Regions from separate parts of the Ovis aries genome. Here region 1 is linked to region 2. Evidence: chromatin contacts called from public Hi-C data. All regions are on one chromosome and are shown on one strand. The core of a region is the stretch at or near the end of the contact, and the rest is flanking DNA. Distances in the headings are between cores, read along the strand shown.

The links. Hi-C and Micro-C count contacts between places; a contact is called where the count stands out from the background.
Region 1: a contact with region 2 is called in a Hi-C map of hypothalamus, with 5 times the contacts expected there. The contact joins two enhancer-like sites. A contact is called at or near these places in 8 of 16 Hi-C or Micro-C datasets (blood, hypothalamus, mesenteric adipose tissue and 4 more).

Annotation. Positions count from the first base shown.
Region 1 is chr14:10,648,395-10,651,467 of ARS-UI_Ramb_v3.0, forward strand. No RefSeq gene overlaps it. Among named protein-coding and RNA genes, the nearest start is that of ZDHHC7, 8.4 kb to the right of the region's middle. Within about 2 kb of position 1,492, at least 7 of the 54 cell types and tissues checked have an H3K27ac peak or open chromatin away from gene starts, as enhancers often do. A contact at or near this core is called in hypothalamus, where this site is marked.
Region 2 is chr14:10,441,408-10,444,953 of ARS-UI_Ramb_v3.0, forward strand. USP10 (ubiquitin specific peptidase 10) reads left to right here. Exons shown (of 14, transcript XM_027977691.3): 3 at 2,800-2,860. Among named protein-coding and RNA genes, the nearest start is that of USP10, 33 kb to the left of the region's middle. Within about 2 kb of position 1,789, at least 16 of the 54 cell types and tissues checked have an H3K27ac peak or open chromatin away from gene starts, as enhancers often do. A contact at or near this core is called in hypothalamus, where this site is marked.

The sequences.
Region 1 (3,073 bases), core at 242-2,741, 210 kb after region 2:
CGCCTTACTGGCTGCCCACAGGCCTCAGGCTCTGCTGGGAAATGAGGGCATATGGAAAAGTACTCCGCGGGGAGAGAGTCCTAGACAAACACGAAGTCGCTGGTGGTTTTCAAAGACACGAGCTGCAGCCTCTTAAAATTCCACAGGCCTCCCTGCCATGGATAAAATGCTTTCTGGGGAGATTGCAAATGTTTGCCCTGGTGGGACTTTGTTATAAATGGGCTTGGTTTTGTTTAGTTGGTTATGTTTTTATTTGGTTAAAAAAAAAATCTTGCAAGATCTTAACTGAGGACTCCATGTTAGTCCAAATAAACCAAGAAAGGGCAAGCAAGATGGACGAAGAATCTGACTGCCCCCTGCACACCAGGTCTGGCTTGAGGTCCTGCGTGGCTGCAGAGCCCTCCAGTGGATGGCCCGTCAGCATCAGCCCGTTTCTGGAGTGCCTGCTGTGCGCCAGCCCTCCTGGCCAGCCCTCTGTGGCCCCTCCTTTCTAACCCTCCCAAAGGCTGCACGAGGCAGGAAGTGGTGTTGCATCGTTGTAAAGATGAGGAAACAGGCCAGAAAGGTGGAGGCACTGGCCCCAGGTCACACAGTTGGGAGGTGGCAGGGATGGACAGTGTGGCATATCTGCCTCTTTCAACCATGTCTCACAGCCACGCAGGCTGAAGCCAGGTCTGCCCACAAAGTAACCCTCACGGAGGCTGCTTGGTCACTGAGCTTTCTGGGACACGGAACCCCATGTGTGCCAGCCAGCCTGCGAAGCCACCCAGTGAACAACTCTCCTCTGGCACCCAGATGCAGACTATCACCCAGGCTGAGGCCAGAGAAAGGCCATGTGCAGACCCCTCCCAGCCACTTAACCCCCCACCCCTGCACCACGCTGGGCCAGCTCCCCACAGCAGAGGCCAACCCTGCTCCCACTGAGGCCCTAACAACCCACCCAACAAGGAAATGTCTCTGAAGTCCTTATCTTCAGAGCTTCGCTCCTGGACTTTGGGGAAGGTGGTTGGCCTGTGTCTAAGAAATCTGCTTCAGGTGAACCTCCACTCCACCCGGCGGATGACCTCGGTGTCTGCGCACGTGTTAACTCCTCAGCTTCTCCCCTGAGCCCAGCAGGCTGACATGTGACTTTCACTGGCTCTTCCATCCCGAGTTCTCCGATTTTAACCAGCTCCAATTCAGAGTTGAGCACCACACCTTTCCCTGCCCCAGCCCTTCCCCGAATCCTCAGTCTCCATCACACTGACACTAATGCTCCCTCTCCCTGCTGCTGTTTTTTAGCATGAATCACAGTGTATAATTACACATTCAGTTTCTTGTGTTTGTGTTTACTGAGGGCAGAGGCCTTGCCGGCACATAGTAGGTAATCAGTAAATATTTGTGGACTGGCAAGCTGGATGAGACAATGGTGTGGGAATTTTTCTGTGGCCTCTGCAGCGTGCAGTGTGGGTGCATTTGCTGTCCAATGGCGCCCTCTGGTGGATGCGATGCCGCCGCCAGGCTGAGGACTGACCCTCCTTTGCTTTCAGCATTGTCCCCAGCCCTGTGCTACCTGGGATCAGTGAAGGTTTAATTTATTGTTTTCGGTTCCTTGTTATTCAAGGAAGTTATTACTAACTGTTTTCAAACTCAGTGCTTTAAAAATTCTTAGGTCCCTGTATGTGTTTGGCTGTGCCAGATCTGAGCCGTGGCACGTGGAAATCTTCAGTTGTGGATGCGGCTTGCGGGGTCTGGTTTCCTGACCAGGGATCGAACCTGAGCCCCTGCATTGGGAGCACGGAGTCTTAGCCACTGGAAAGTCCCTGAACTCAGTATTTTAAAAAGTAAAAGCAGAGACGGATCTAGGTTAGAAGACAGTGTGTTTATTCTAAACGTCCATGTGGACTCGCTCCTTCCTTCCTCCCTGTGAGAACCTCGATGAAAGTCTGTTGGTCTATAAAATGGGTGCACTGTTACCAGCCTGGGAGGTCATAGGGAACATGTGATCTGGTCACAGAGGAAGACATTTTGGAAACTGGAAATGTAAAAATCACATCTTGGCGATCGTTACCATTATTTATCTATGTACGTGGGGCTTTTCTTGGAACTCAAGTTCTCCCAGCCTGGGGATGGTACTGGTGTGTTGGAGGACTGGTTGCTGCCTGTAAGTCTGAGTTTCCTGGTGGACCTGTGGCTGGATGGCGTGTGGAGCTTGGCCGTGCCATGCCTGGCCTGTCAGGGAGAGGCCTTCAGGGTTGCTGCGCCTGTGTTGCGAGCGAGTCAGAGCTTCTGCACCCGGAGGGCCACGTCCCCTTCAGAGTGGGCCCAGCAGCACCTGGTGATCCGATGATGCCTCCAGGCCTTCAGACAGACCTGCCGCTGGCCTCCGAGCAGGGTGACCCCCTTTGGGCTGGCCAGGGTGGGGGAAGTAGCAGAGCTGTTCCAAGACGGCAGACCTGCAAGGGCCACCTGCCCTGTGCAGCCTCACCAGACCCAACGGCAGCCAGGCGCTGACTCTGAAGGAGCCCTCTCATCTCCTTTCCTGACTTGTCCCACACGACGTCCTCAAGGGCGACAGAACGAGATGCAACAGAAGCAGCAAAATTAAACCCCAGACGCTTCATTTGATTTGAACATTGCTTCTTTAGCGATTTGAGGTCTCAAGTTGCCCCCACAAATTCCTCAAAACAAAGTATGTGCCGCTGACACTTGCCTCTGCATCCCCCAGAACAGTGATGACTGGCCACGCTTCCCCAAACACACCGTGGCGTCCATCTCAGCTGGCGCCTTCTAGGGGATGCTGTTTCTTCGTGACTCAGCCTCAGCAGGTTTCTGATCCTGGGAATCGACCTCCCTCTTCTAGTTATCCAGCTTGCTGGCCATAGTTGCTCACCGTGGTCTCTTGTGATCTTCCTCTGGCATCAGTTATAATGCATAGTCTTTCATTTCTAGTTTTATCAAGTCTGCACAGAGCTATAACTAATGTGGAGATTGGAGTCAGTGATCAAAAACCTCCCAACAAGTCCAGGAATAGATGGCTTCACTGGTGAATCCCAGCAAGCACTCAAGGGACTTTTAAAACTGTTTTTATTTC
Region 2 (3,546 bases), core at 539-3,038:
AGTTCATGTCCATTGCATTGGTGATGCCATCCAACCACTCACTCTCTGATGCCCTCTTCTTCTGCCCTTGATCTTTCCCAGCATTAGGGACTTTTCTACTTTTCTATTGAATCAGCTGGTTTCATCAGATGACCAAAATACTGGAGCTTCAACTTCAGCATCAGTCCTTCCAACCAGTATTCAGGGTTGATTTTCCTTAAGATTGATTGGTTTGATCTTCTTGCTGTCCAAGGGACTTTCAGGACCTTCTCTTCTCCAGCACCACAGTTTGAAGGCATCAGTTCTTTGGTGTTCTGCCTTCTTTATGGTCTAGCTCTCACAACTCTACATGACCGCTGGGAAGACCATAGCCATAACTATAGGGATCTTTTAGACCCCATTAAAAAGAAAAATTTTTGATAATTCCCAGTCTGTCCATGAGATCTCCCAGGCAAGAATACTGGAGTGGGCTGCCATTTCCTTCTCCAGGGAATCTTCTCAACCCAGGGATTAAACCCACGTCTCTTGTATTGACACTTGGATTCTTTACCACTAGTATCTCCTGGAAAGCCCCATTCTCAGTATAGACATACTTAAAATTTTTGTTAATCTGATGGAGTAAGTAGATTTTTGTCGTTTTAATTTAAATCTCCCAGATTATAAACATTTGAGCACCATTACATTACTTTCATATGTCCATTGGCAGAGTAGATTTCTATTTCTGTTAATTACCTGTTCTGTATCTTTCGTCTGTATTTTTATCAAATGGCTTGTTTTTTTCTTACTGTTTTATAGGGTTAATAATCTTTGGGAGTATATTTTAAAGTTTTAATGTCTTGTATTTCTTTTCCTCATAGTTTGTGGATTTTTAAAATATTAAGAAATTTTTTTCCTTCCCTGAGGTCATAAAAACATTTAATAAGTTTTTAAAGTTTTTGTTTTCAGTTCGGTATGTAATACAACTTGAGATTGTGGTGTTGAGTGTGTGTGTGTATGGGTGTGGGTGGTGGGGCTCTACCCCTTACCCCATAGCAATAGCAAAAAGATTTAAAAATACTACCTTCTTATTATTGAAGGTCCTGAGTATTGACCTCACAATATGGTAGCACTGTTTTCAGAGTAAGTTGATTTGGTTTTGTATCTAATACAAATAAATTTCAGCTTTTTCTATTGCTCAGTTTCCTTTTGTGTGTGAGATTATATATTTTTGCTTAGAAAATTCTCTGTTCTTATAAGTAACTGTATAGTTAAAGAGAGAACTTTGAACAATTCTTGCAGTTTTATTCTGCTGCATTTTTATTATACCCAGTTACCATAAAGGGGTTTCTTAGAGCTGATGGAGGTTTGCTGCATCACAGGCACCATATGCAGTGTATGGAGTGTAAAAAAAAAAAAAAACACACACGTTTTCTGTTGTTGAACTCATTGTGGCATTCTAGTAATGCCCAGTTATGCTCTTACCAAGTTAGTAAACCAAAGTAAGTGTTTTAAACACACTTAGCAGAAAACAGCAGCATTGCCCTGGGGCATGCCAGGGGCTTTCCTACTCCCTAGATTGTGAGTACAGTCTGATTCCAAAAAACAAGACTTTGAGTGCCTTACAAGTTAGATTTTTATCACCAGGGGGCACCCTAGTGTCATCAGTGGAATAAAGGCTGTGTCTGGGAGTTTGCTGTCTTCTGTGACTGCAGAGGGACATCATCGTGATTTGTGGCTTTCCGAGACACACTGAATTGCTCTGTGTGTCCACGCCAGTGATAAAGGCTGGGGCACCAGATGGGAGCGTTGGAGTCGTGTGTGGAATGGCCTTGCACTTTAGGCTCAAGTGCAGCCCGCCTGGGGACACAGTGCTTTGCCGTGATGAGTGCTGGAGTGCCCCTGTGTGGTGAAAATATGCACTCCTCTCAAGTCCAGAAAGTGGTCAGTTCCTTTTGTTTTCTTGGGCTTCTCTGGCGGCTCAGACAGTGAAGAGTCTGCTGGCAATGCAGGAGACCTGGGTTCGATCCCTGGGTCGGGAAGATCCCCTGGAGAAGGAAATGGCAACCCACTCTAGTACTCTTGCCTGGAGAATCCCATGGACAGAGGAGCTTGGTGGGGTACAGTCCACGGGGTCGCAAAGAGTCTGACACGACTGAGTGACTTCACTTTCACTTCACTTTCCTAAGTATTATGGAATAGCTAGGAGGGAAAGAAATTGGCATATTCGTGATACCGTCCTGCATTTTGCAGAGAGCCCAGGCACTGGCCATTTTGCTGTCTCTTTTCCAAACAAGGAATGTGGTTGCCAGCTGTTAACCCAGTTATTTAAGGCACCCTGTTAAAAGAGAGCCGTGATTCTCAGGCTTTTCTTTCCCAGCTGCTTTGTTCACTGTCCCCAGGCGTGGTTCCCGCCTGTGGCTGAGTGGACTTGCAGTGACGGTGAGCAGTGTGTGCAGGTGGTCACGAAGACTCTGTGCTGGTCAGTGGACAAAAACAAGTGTTCATAGTAGTCGACGTGCACTCTGCAACTCCTGTGAAACAGAGGGTGTGTCATGAGCCTTTTGTAGCTGACTGACGTGTCCATTGGAGCCCATTTTAATTTTTTACCTCATTTTTGGATCTGTTTAATAGCAATCAGTATTGGAAAGCTTTCTAATGGTGTTTTAAAATGAAGATATTTAATCTTACTGTCTCCCCATCTGTGTTATTTTGTTAAAAATAAGTGTTATGAGAAGTTGCATGGATAAATAGCCTTTTAATGAGGGTTGCTTTAATGAAATAGCATGTGTTGAACTTTAACAGTTTTTTGAGTTAAACTCTGTTTTCCACTTCCCTGGGCAGCTTCCTCCGTACGGCGGGACAGTTCTGTGTGGCGCACAGGCTGCTGGTGACCTCCCCGACGGTAAGCACGCACCATGGGGGCAGGCTTCCTTCCTTTCCCTTTCTGCTTGACGTTTTTGCTGTAGACTCCAGTAGCTTTAATCACCAAACCACTTTGGCTAATGAATTAAAGTTTATTCTATGCTTCAAAGTGTCAGACCTCCAAGGTGAGTTTTGGAAATAATTGCTCATTACTGTTTGTTTCCTAAGGATCCTCTGGCACAGGTGTACCCATCATAGCCAAGGCTCTCTGTGCGGGTTCTGGAGTGGGCTCTCTGTCGAGTGCACCAGCTGTTGGGCCCAGAGCTGGCAAGTCTCTGAGTACGTGCTTTCCACCTGGCTCAGTGGCAGCTTGTTTCTCTTGTCCTGAGTTTGCGGTTATGTCCACGCCTGTCATCAAGGCTCTTGGGAATTCAGGTGACCTCTTCACCTCCTGTCCTGTTATGACTGAGTAGCTGGCTGTCTCTGTCCCAGACACTGAGCTGATCACTGGAGGTGATGCTTACTCAGTTGCAGCCCTCTCGTGTGTGTTACATGTCACTAACAGTAGGGTCCTCTCATCTTGCCGGCTGCCGCTGCCCGTGTCAAACCTGTCTAGACCGCTTTCCAGTTTGCATCACGCTCAAGGTCCTCACTGGCCTTGGAGAACCTGGAAGCTGAACCTTTTCTTTGAGAGCAGTGATTTGGTTCCCTGTTTCTACAGCATTG